2 separate regions of the Lactuca sativa genome follow, and region 2 is linked to region 1. Evidence: chromatin contacts called from public Hi-C data. All regions are on one chromosome and are shown on one strand. The core of a region is the stretch at or near the end of the contact, and the rest is flanking DNA. Distances in the headings are between cores, read along the strand shown. Region 1 holds the start of LOC111914191 (membrane protein of ER body-like protein). Region 2 holds the start of LOC111914193.

Region 1 (4,035 bases), core at 440-2,939:
CAAATTCATCCTCAACATCTTTAATCACTTCAATTTCGCTGCTTTCTGTTTTGTCAACTTCTTCAAATGATATTTCTGATGGATGAAGGCTGTTATCCGATAAGTTATTTTGCTTTTCATGTTCACCAATTTGGTTGTTGATAACAAAATCCAGGCCATTCCCGTTTTCTTGATTGTGTATTCTTATATTGAAGTCGTTTTCTTGATTATGTATTGTTATATTGATGTTGTCTTTCATGGGGATTTTCCCATGAAAAGTTGAATCAACACCATTTGCTTCCCCTTTTGATGATTGAAGACGCAACCCAGCATCTGAAAATATACAACAAATTAGACTTATTTTTAATTTACTATCTTATTCTAAAATCTTTATATACGTCCATTAACACAAGAACTATGCTAAATTGCTAATGAATCTTTCCAATTTAGTATGGAAACTTTTATTTGTGAAGATGGCAACTTTCAGACCTTTGTCGTGAATTGCGGGTGTATACCTTTGGTTTCATGAAACAAACAGATTCTCTGATTATGATTGGTGACACAGGTGTTACCCTCATAATCCCAGGAGCAGATTCGACATTTCCATATTCCTTCAGTCAAAGAAAAAGGAAAAAAAGAAAAGATGCAATTTCTTAATTATCTAAAAGAAGAATCTCCATTAAACATGCGGGTTACCTTTTGCTTTTTACGAATTGAAAGCTAGATAGGTGAGAGGCTGGATGGAATGCCTAATCAATTCCACTTACAGAGTTGTAAATAACATTAAAGTTGTATAATTATATTACTTAATTAATCCGGTCACAACTAATAAATAGGATATAGAAAAAGATGTTCAGACTATAATCCAATACCCAGAAATCAATTCAACTTATCAAGGAATGGAAGCACAGAGAGAAGAGAGATGAATTTCAGAGAAAAGAAACCCTAGAATCACCTTAACACTGAAGAACCCGAATATGAAGAAAGAGAAAGGTAGGGTCTTGTTATAAAGAAAAAAACATGGGAGACAAAAAGGTGGGTCTTCAAGGGTATATAAGATTACAGTCAAAAGTGAATTTGTTATAGTCCATTTTCTGCATCTTGAATTAAAAAAAGAACTTCAAATAACTACTGTGCTCTCAGATCTTCACATTTTTACCTTTATCTGCGTCATAATAAACAAGATATTCCGATGTCTGTTGTTTCTCTTTCTCTATATCATCTTCATCAACCTTTATGCCATTTTGTTGACTTAAATCTTTGACTTCTTCTTCTTTTTCTTGATCTTCACCATTCGAGAAACCAACTGAACCACCATTGTTGCTGCTGAGATCATCATCGATGGTCGTGAAAATTGGCGTCTGTTTCAGATTCTTTCTTCTATCAATCAAACTCTCCTCCAATTCGTCATATTCTTGGTCCTCCCATCGATGTTCTACCTGAGTAGTTTCCATAATCGTTCGGTAGGTTGATGGAAAGAGGTAGGTAGATATGATGGGAATGGAAATTTCTAAAATAGGCAACTGTGGTCTGTGGAGACGACGGGGATGAACTAAATTGGCTGTTGAGCATTTATTGAAGATTTATGGCAGAGAAAAAAAGAAGCTTATCCTGCAGCAACCTCGTGAATTGTCAACTACCATGCCCTGCTCATTCTAGCTCTCTTGATCCCCTATTAAAATTTTAAAAAACTAGAATACTCATTTCTGCCATTGTGTTCATACTTTGTTGGTATTTAATTTATTAGAAAAATAAAATATTTTATAGGTTAAATTATTCACACTTAATTTTGTTCGTTTCCCTTAGCGCACACTTGTTGCCCATAAGACCATTCGCAGTGGCAACTAAGATGTTTGGTTGGTTTTCATATTTAAATTAAAAAAAATAAAAATTCCTTTAAAATCCACTATTGGTTGCTTCACCAAACTTCACTAACCATTTTCATTTTCTTTTTTATTTATTTGTTACAGGTCTTTTGCATTTTCAAAATTACTTTGTAATTAATTTTATTTTATTTTTATTAAAAAAATAAACAAAACACACTAAAATACGTAAAATAATTTTGTCTACAAATAAAGACCAATATTGATATATTTTAAGAATTATTTTTTTTATATTGTCTATATAATCTTAAAAATAGTAAAAAATTAGGTTATAAATGTAAAGATATAATATATAGATTGTATAATATAATAAAAATTAATTCTAAATAATATAAAAGTTTGGTTTGAATTGGATTGGATTGCTAATGGGTGTGAAAAGTTGGTTTAATTTGACTGTGTAGTTTTAGTTGTGAATGAGAGTAGTCTAATCCTTATTCTAATAAAAAAAATATGTTTAATTTCCTATTGACAAGCGACATATAATTAGAACTTCTCATTAATATATATATATCATTCTATCATGTCACTTGTCAACCATCCATTGCAAATTTCAAAATTTAAATTTCCACCTTAATTACATTAAATTAATAATTGATTATCCATTTCAAATTTTAATTTTAAAATTTCTCTTTCTAATTACATCTCCTCCCTATTCTAATAAAAGAATAGGTTTAATCTCATATTGACAAGTGTCATACAATTAGAACTTCTCATTAATGTTATATATCATCTATCCTGCCACTTGTCAACCTATTAATTATCCATTTTAAATTTTAGATTTTAAATTTCACTCTAATTACATTAAATTAATAATTGATTATCCATTTCAAATTTTAAATTTCCCACTCTAATTACATTAAATTAATAATTGATTATCCGTTTCAAATTTTAAATTTCCCACTCTAATTACATTAAATTAATAATTGATTATTGATTTTAAATTTTCCTACTCTAATTATATTTAATTAATAACATTACATTTAAAAATAAAATAAAATAATACAGATTATAAGGCGATATAACTTCACGTATTTATTTAAATCAACGATTATAATTTTATATAACTAAAAAACAGATCCCTTAATTAAAATAATTGTTTAACAATTTTAATTTTTTAATATGAAAATTTAATTAATTTTATAATCGTGGTTCTCACGGGTTATAAACTAGTTATTCTAATAAAATAATAGTTTTTAATCTCCTTTTGACATGTGTCACCATATTAAGCCTCATAATTAATGTAAATTTTATTTTTCTTTTGCCATGTTTCACCTTATTATGTCTTATAATTAATGCATACCATTTGTCGACATATTGATTCTCCATTTCAAATTTCAAATTTTAAATTTCTTATTCTAATTACTTTAAATTAACAACATTAGAATAAAAATTAAAATAAAATTAATGCAAATTATAAAGTGATATAATTTTACATATTTATTTAAATCAATGAATATAATTTTATATAACTAAAAAAAAACCTTTTAATTAATAATTTATTTAAAATAAGTTATTAATAATTTTAAATTTTAACTATTAAAGTTTAATTAATTTTACAACCATGGTTCCCACAGGTTATAAACTAGTTAAATAAATAATTGATTCTTCATTTTAAATTTTCACTCTCTAATTATATTAAATTAGTAAAACTAGATTGAAAAATAAAATAAAACTAATACAGATTATAAGATGATATAACTTTTTTATTGACATCAACAATTATAATTTTATATAACTAAAAAAATATCTTAAGTAATAATTTATTTAAAATAACTGATTAATAATTTTAATTTTTTTTTATACGAAAATTTAATTAATTTTATAACCGTAGTTCTTACGGTTATAAACTAGTAAGTAATAACTAAGTTCTAATGTATTAATATTCACTAAAAAAAGAAAAGGAAGCGGCCTCTCTCTCTCTCTCTCTCTCTATATATATATATATATATATATATATATATATATATATATATATATATATATATATATATATATATATATATATAATGGACAATTTTTTTGAGATTAAAAAAATAGAGATATTGAGATTCAGCCTTAGCCACATATTTTTCATTTGCCGCTCTAACGTTTCAGCATACCGACAGCAGCGAGGTATGCCTAATCATAAATTATTATATATCAGAGGTATAATCATATATGATTATACATGTTT
Region 2 (4,035 bases), core at 839-3,338, 150 kb after region 1:
CTCTGCACAGTGTCTCTACCCTTGAAAGTTGAAATAAATCCTGTAGGGCCTTCATTCCAAAGAATACTGAAAAGAGATAAAGACAAACATTTATCAGTAACCAATCAAAGACTCATAAATATCACAAAACAAATCATTATTAGTATATTCATAAACTATTTACAACTCTCCTGAATGAGAAAACCTTGCCATCCTGCAAAAAAAACAAAATCTTAAAGACACCCAAATAATTAGAATACATAAAAAAGGAATTAATCCTGCAAAAAAGGAAACAAAGTTAGACATGAAAGATGAAACTCTTCTCCTGGGTTCTCAACTGGTCTATTCCTGTCAACTAAAACTCCCAAAAAAGATGTAGTTAGCAAGCCAAGGTACAAAATTCATATCAAACAAGTAACAGATTCGGGTGGGGGTATGTATCAAATTCAAATGTTAGCAAGTAAACACAAGACAAGAGGCCAACTAAAGGGTAATAATGTCTCAACTCCTTGCTTAAAGCCGAGTTATAAAGAAGAAGTAGTTACTACATACATAAGATCCGAATATTATAAGTTTTTCTCCTACAAATAGAGGCACGACTGCCATTTAGGTACTTGCATAAAGTTTGCAGAAAGACAACATGATTCAAAGTTATTAATAATACTCTCTCTCTCTCTCTCTCTCTCTCTCTCTCTCTACTATGCTAAGCCTAGTTAATTAATATCCATGCTAATGCTATCTCCAAGTTGGGTGAAAACAGGAATGGGAGCAACAGCGGAAAAGGATCTCTCAAAAGGAGAGGAATGGAATTGTCCACTCCTTCTGCGCTTAAAAGCACAGGATTCCGGAGGTGAAGAACAAGCACTACTCTCCTCTTCCAGCTTCCTTCGAACACCTTTCACAGCCTGTACTTCAGCTGCTGTTAGAGGAAAAACCTGTCTGCTCACTCTGCAAAGTGAGTTGTTGTTATCATAAACAATTCTCTGGTTACAGTTTTTGTCACAGATGTGTGTGAGCCCTGTTAGTTTGCAGCGAAACATGTTCCCACACACCTGCTCGTTTTCACATTTCCAATCGCACTTGTGAACAAAACCCTCATCTTGCCCTAGTATACTTGACAGGTAAATAACATTTGTTGCTACCATGGATTTTCCAAATACCTCCATTGAGTTCATCTTCTTCTCTGATTGATTGCTATAACTGTTTTATTGCTAGCTCTTCACACTCCTAATCCCTTGATTCTGCAGTGCCCAACAAACAGGGAAACTGTCAGCTTCAAAGAATAATCATGGACTTCTCGGTCTTTGGGTTTGGGAAGAAGATTCACATCCGACAACATGGATCTGATATGATGATCCCCTTATCCACGATAATAATGTTTGATTTTAATTGAGTGCAGATCCAAAAATGTGGAACGTGGATAATGTACTATTATAATCAACAATTGATATTATCATCCATAAGTAGATATCTAAAATCAGAATTGAGATGTTGATTTTGGATATATAAACTTGTCTTGTCCCACAAATTGTATCATGAATCATATCTTACTAATAACAACACATTCTTAAATCCAACTCATAAGGCAAATACAATCATTGTCAATGAATAAACATAGAAAGGACACAAAAAGCCCTAGAATCCAAAAAAAAAAGGAATTTTTTTTAATAAAGTCTCACACACCTAACAAATCCAGAACGAATAATCAAAGATACGGACCGGTAAAGTTAATGATCCGGAAGATTGAAGGTAAAACACAAAAATGGTAAACCCTAGAAAAGTATGAGCAACAAAATCCACGGATATCCAACAACCACACCTAATTCCAAAAAACTAACATAACCGATCATGGAAATTAGAGCCTAATGTGAAGAAATAACAAGATCTAATGAGAAAAATTAGGAGATAAGCAAGAATCATAGAGCTAATAAGCGGCAAAAAAAAGGTCAAACCTAGATAAAGAAATTGGGGGAAGACTCACCAAGCAGAAAGTCGTTTCTCTCTCCAAGCAGGAAAATGGCGAGAAGAGTGTGGAGAGGGAGCATGGTATATATAGAGATAATCACATGGTGATCCGCTTCTCGTGTGAATTTTGAAAGAGTAGACGTAAATTGACATGAAATGCGACTCAAATTTTGTTGAAATGAAAATCTTTTCGTTTGTGGGACCCTCTACCTTTACTCTTTCTGGTTGACCTTCACGTCCCCTATTTTACTAATTTTAAGTTAAGTATCTTCGAATGTAATCTATTTAATTATAATGATGAATTATCTTATCTATCTAATTAATTATAATGATATGCATCTTTTTCACTTTTATTGCAATGTAATCTATCTTTAACAATTCAACAACACGTATTCGTAGGGTAACAATTACTTAGTGGTTTGTTATACTTAATTTTTTTATCACTATAATTACATACATCATTAACAAACAAAGACAGTCAGACAGAATACAAACTTTATAGCTAGGAGATCAAAACCAAACTATACAAACAAGTTTATATTGATTGAAAATTATGTCACGTCAAAAATCTATATATATATATATATATATATATATATATATATATATATATATATATATATATATATATATATATATATAGAGAGAGAGAGAGAGAGAGATAGAGAGAGTTATGTTTAAATGAGAACATTTTTGAGATTGAGAACATTTGAGAACAGTTTTATAATATATATATATATATATATATATATATATATATATATATATATAGAGAGAGAGAGAGAGAGAGAGAGAGAGTTATGTTCAAAGGAGAACATTTTTGAGATTGAGAACATTTGAGAACAGTTTTATAATTAATATATATATATATATATATATATATATATATATATATATATATATATATATATATCACCCACCCCCATTCCACCATTCTATCTAGACGTATTGTTTCTCACCGAACCACCATTGAGGCCACCAGACAACCATTGAGGTCATCAGACCTCTGCCAAACCAGTCGATTTCCAATTTCACCCACTGGCGTCGAGCTCATAATTAACTATCTGTTCCGCAACCCCCAATCGACACTGAAGTTGATCTCTACATACACGATCGATGGGAGCTTCCAAGTAGGGTTCTTTCAAGTCTATACACCTGTGCTTTTCAACCTAAATAGACTCGATTTTATCATGAAATTCATGAAATTAAGCTTATGATGAACGACAAATCGAGTGTCTGATACTTAATCTCACATCATAGGATACATTTTGTCTGAATCGCAATCCGATTTAAGTATTTTACAAGAATGTTTTGGATTTCACTGGTTATGTATCTCAATAATCGAGGTAAAACCAAAATCAAATGCCAATTGTATATACAGTATAGAGGTGGAAAAGACTTCTATTTAGCAATCTAAGCAAGCAGATAGCGGAATAAAACTGGATATGCGAGCAGAAATGGCGGAATCTGTAGAGCTTCCTGTTCTTGATCTTTCTTCATCATATCAAATCTCCACCGCTAACTCAATCTGGTAGGTTATTCTTTTATTGTTTATTCTTCAAACTGATAATTATTCTCTAAATTGTCACTAATTTTACCAACTTTTCTAACCGATCGGAATTATATCTTTCACCCTTCATCTTGAGTTGAGTTTGTGTCCTCCTTTTGTGTTAGTGAACATTGCTTTGGCTATTTGAATATGCATTCTCTGCCTTCTCCTTTTCCTTTTATTCTACTTTAGACCTTGGTACCCATCAATAACTCAATATATTATCTACACATAATACATTAGAATGGATTTGTGAACATTTCGGCTAGTAAAGTTGATATTTATAGAGTTTATCAACGTTGCAGGTGGTCACTCTTATCTTTATAATTACATACACACACACACAATCACAATAGCTATTAAAGGTGATATGTGTATAGATTTTTATAAACACCAAGTGTTCGATGAAATGCCTCAATGAAAAAGTAGCATTTTATGTGAAAATCATTAACTTTGAACCCTCATTAAGCCAAGCATTAAGGCCTTTAGGTTAAATTTAATTTCACATCTTAATAGCCTAATAAGTAACCAACAATCATATA

Evidence for each region. A called contact is a pair of places that touch in the nucleus more often than the background predicts.
Region 2: a Hi-C map of seed shows a contact between it and region 1, with 4 times the contacts expected there. The contact joins the promoter of LOC111914193 here to the promoter of LOC111914191 in region 1. A contact is called at or near these places in 2 of 4 Hi-C or Micro-C datasets (leaf and seed).

The regions. Positions count from the first base shown.
Region 1 is chr6:204,842,164-204,846,198 of Lsat_Salinas_v11, forward strand. It overlaps LOC111914191 (membrane protein of ER body-like protein), which reads right to left and starts at 1,690. Exons shown (of 10, transcript XM_023909950.3): 1 at 1,139-1,690; 2 at 495-590; 3 at 1-312. The coding sequence starts at 1,433.
Region 2 is chr6:204,991,618-204,995,652 of Lsat_Salinas_v11, forward strand. LOC111914193 reads right to left here and starts at 2,089. Exons shown (of 3, transcript XM_052764828.1): 1 at 1,961-2,089; 2 at 1-1,220. The coding sequence starts at 1,154. The coding sequence ends at 693.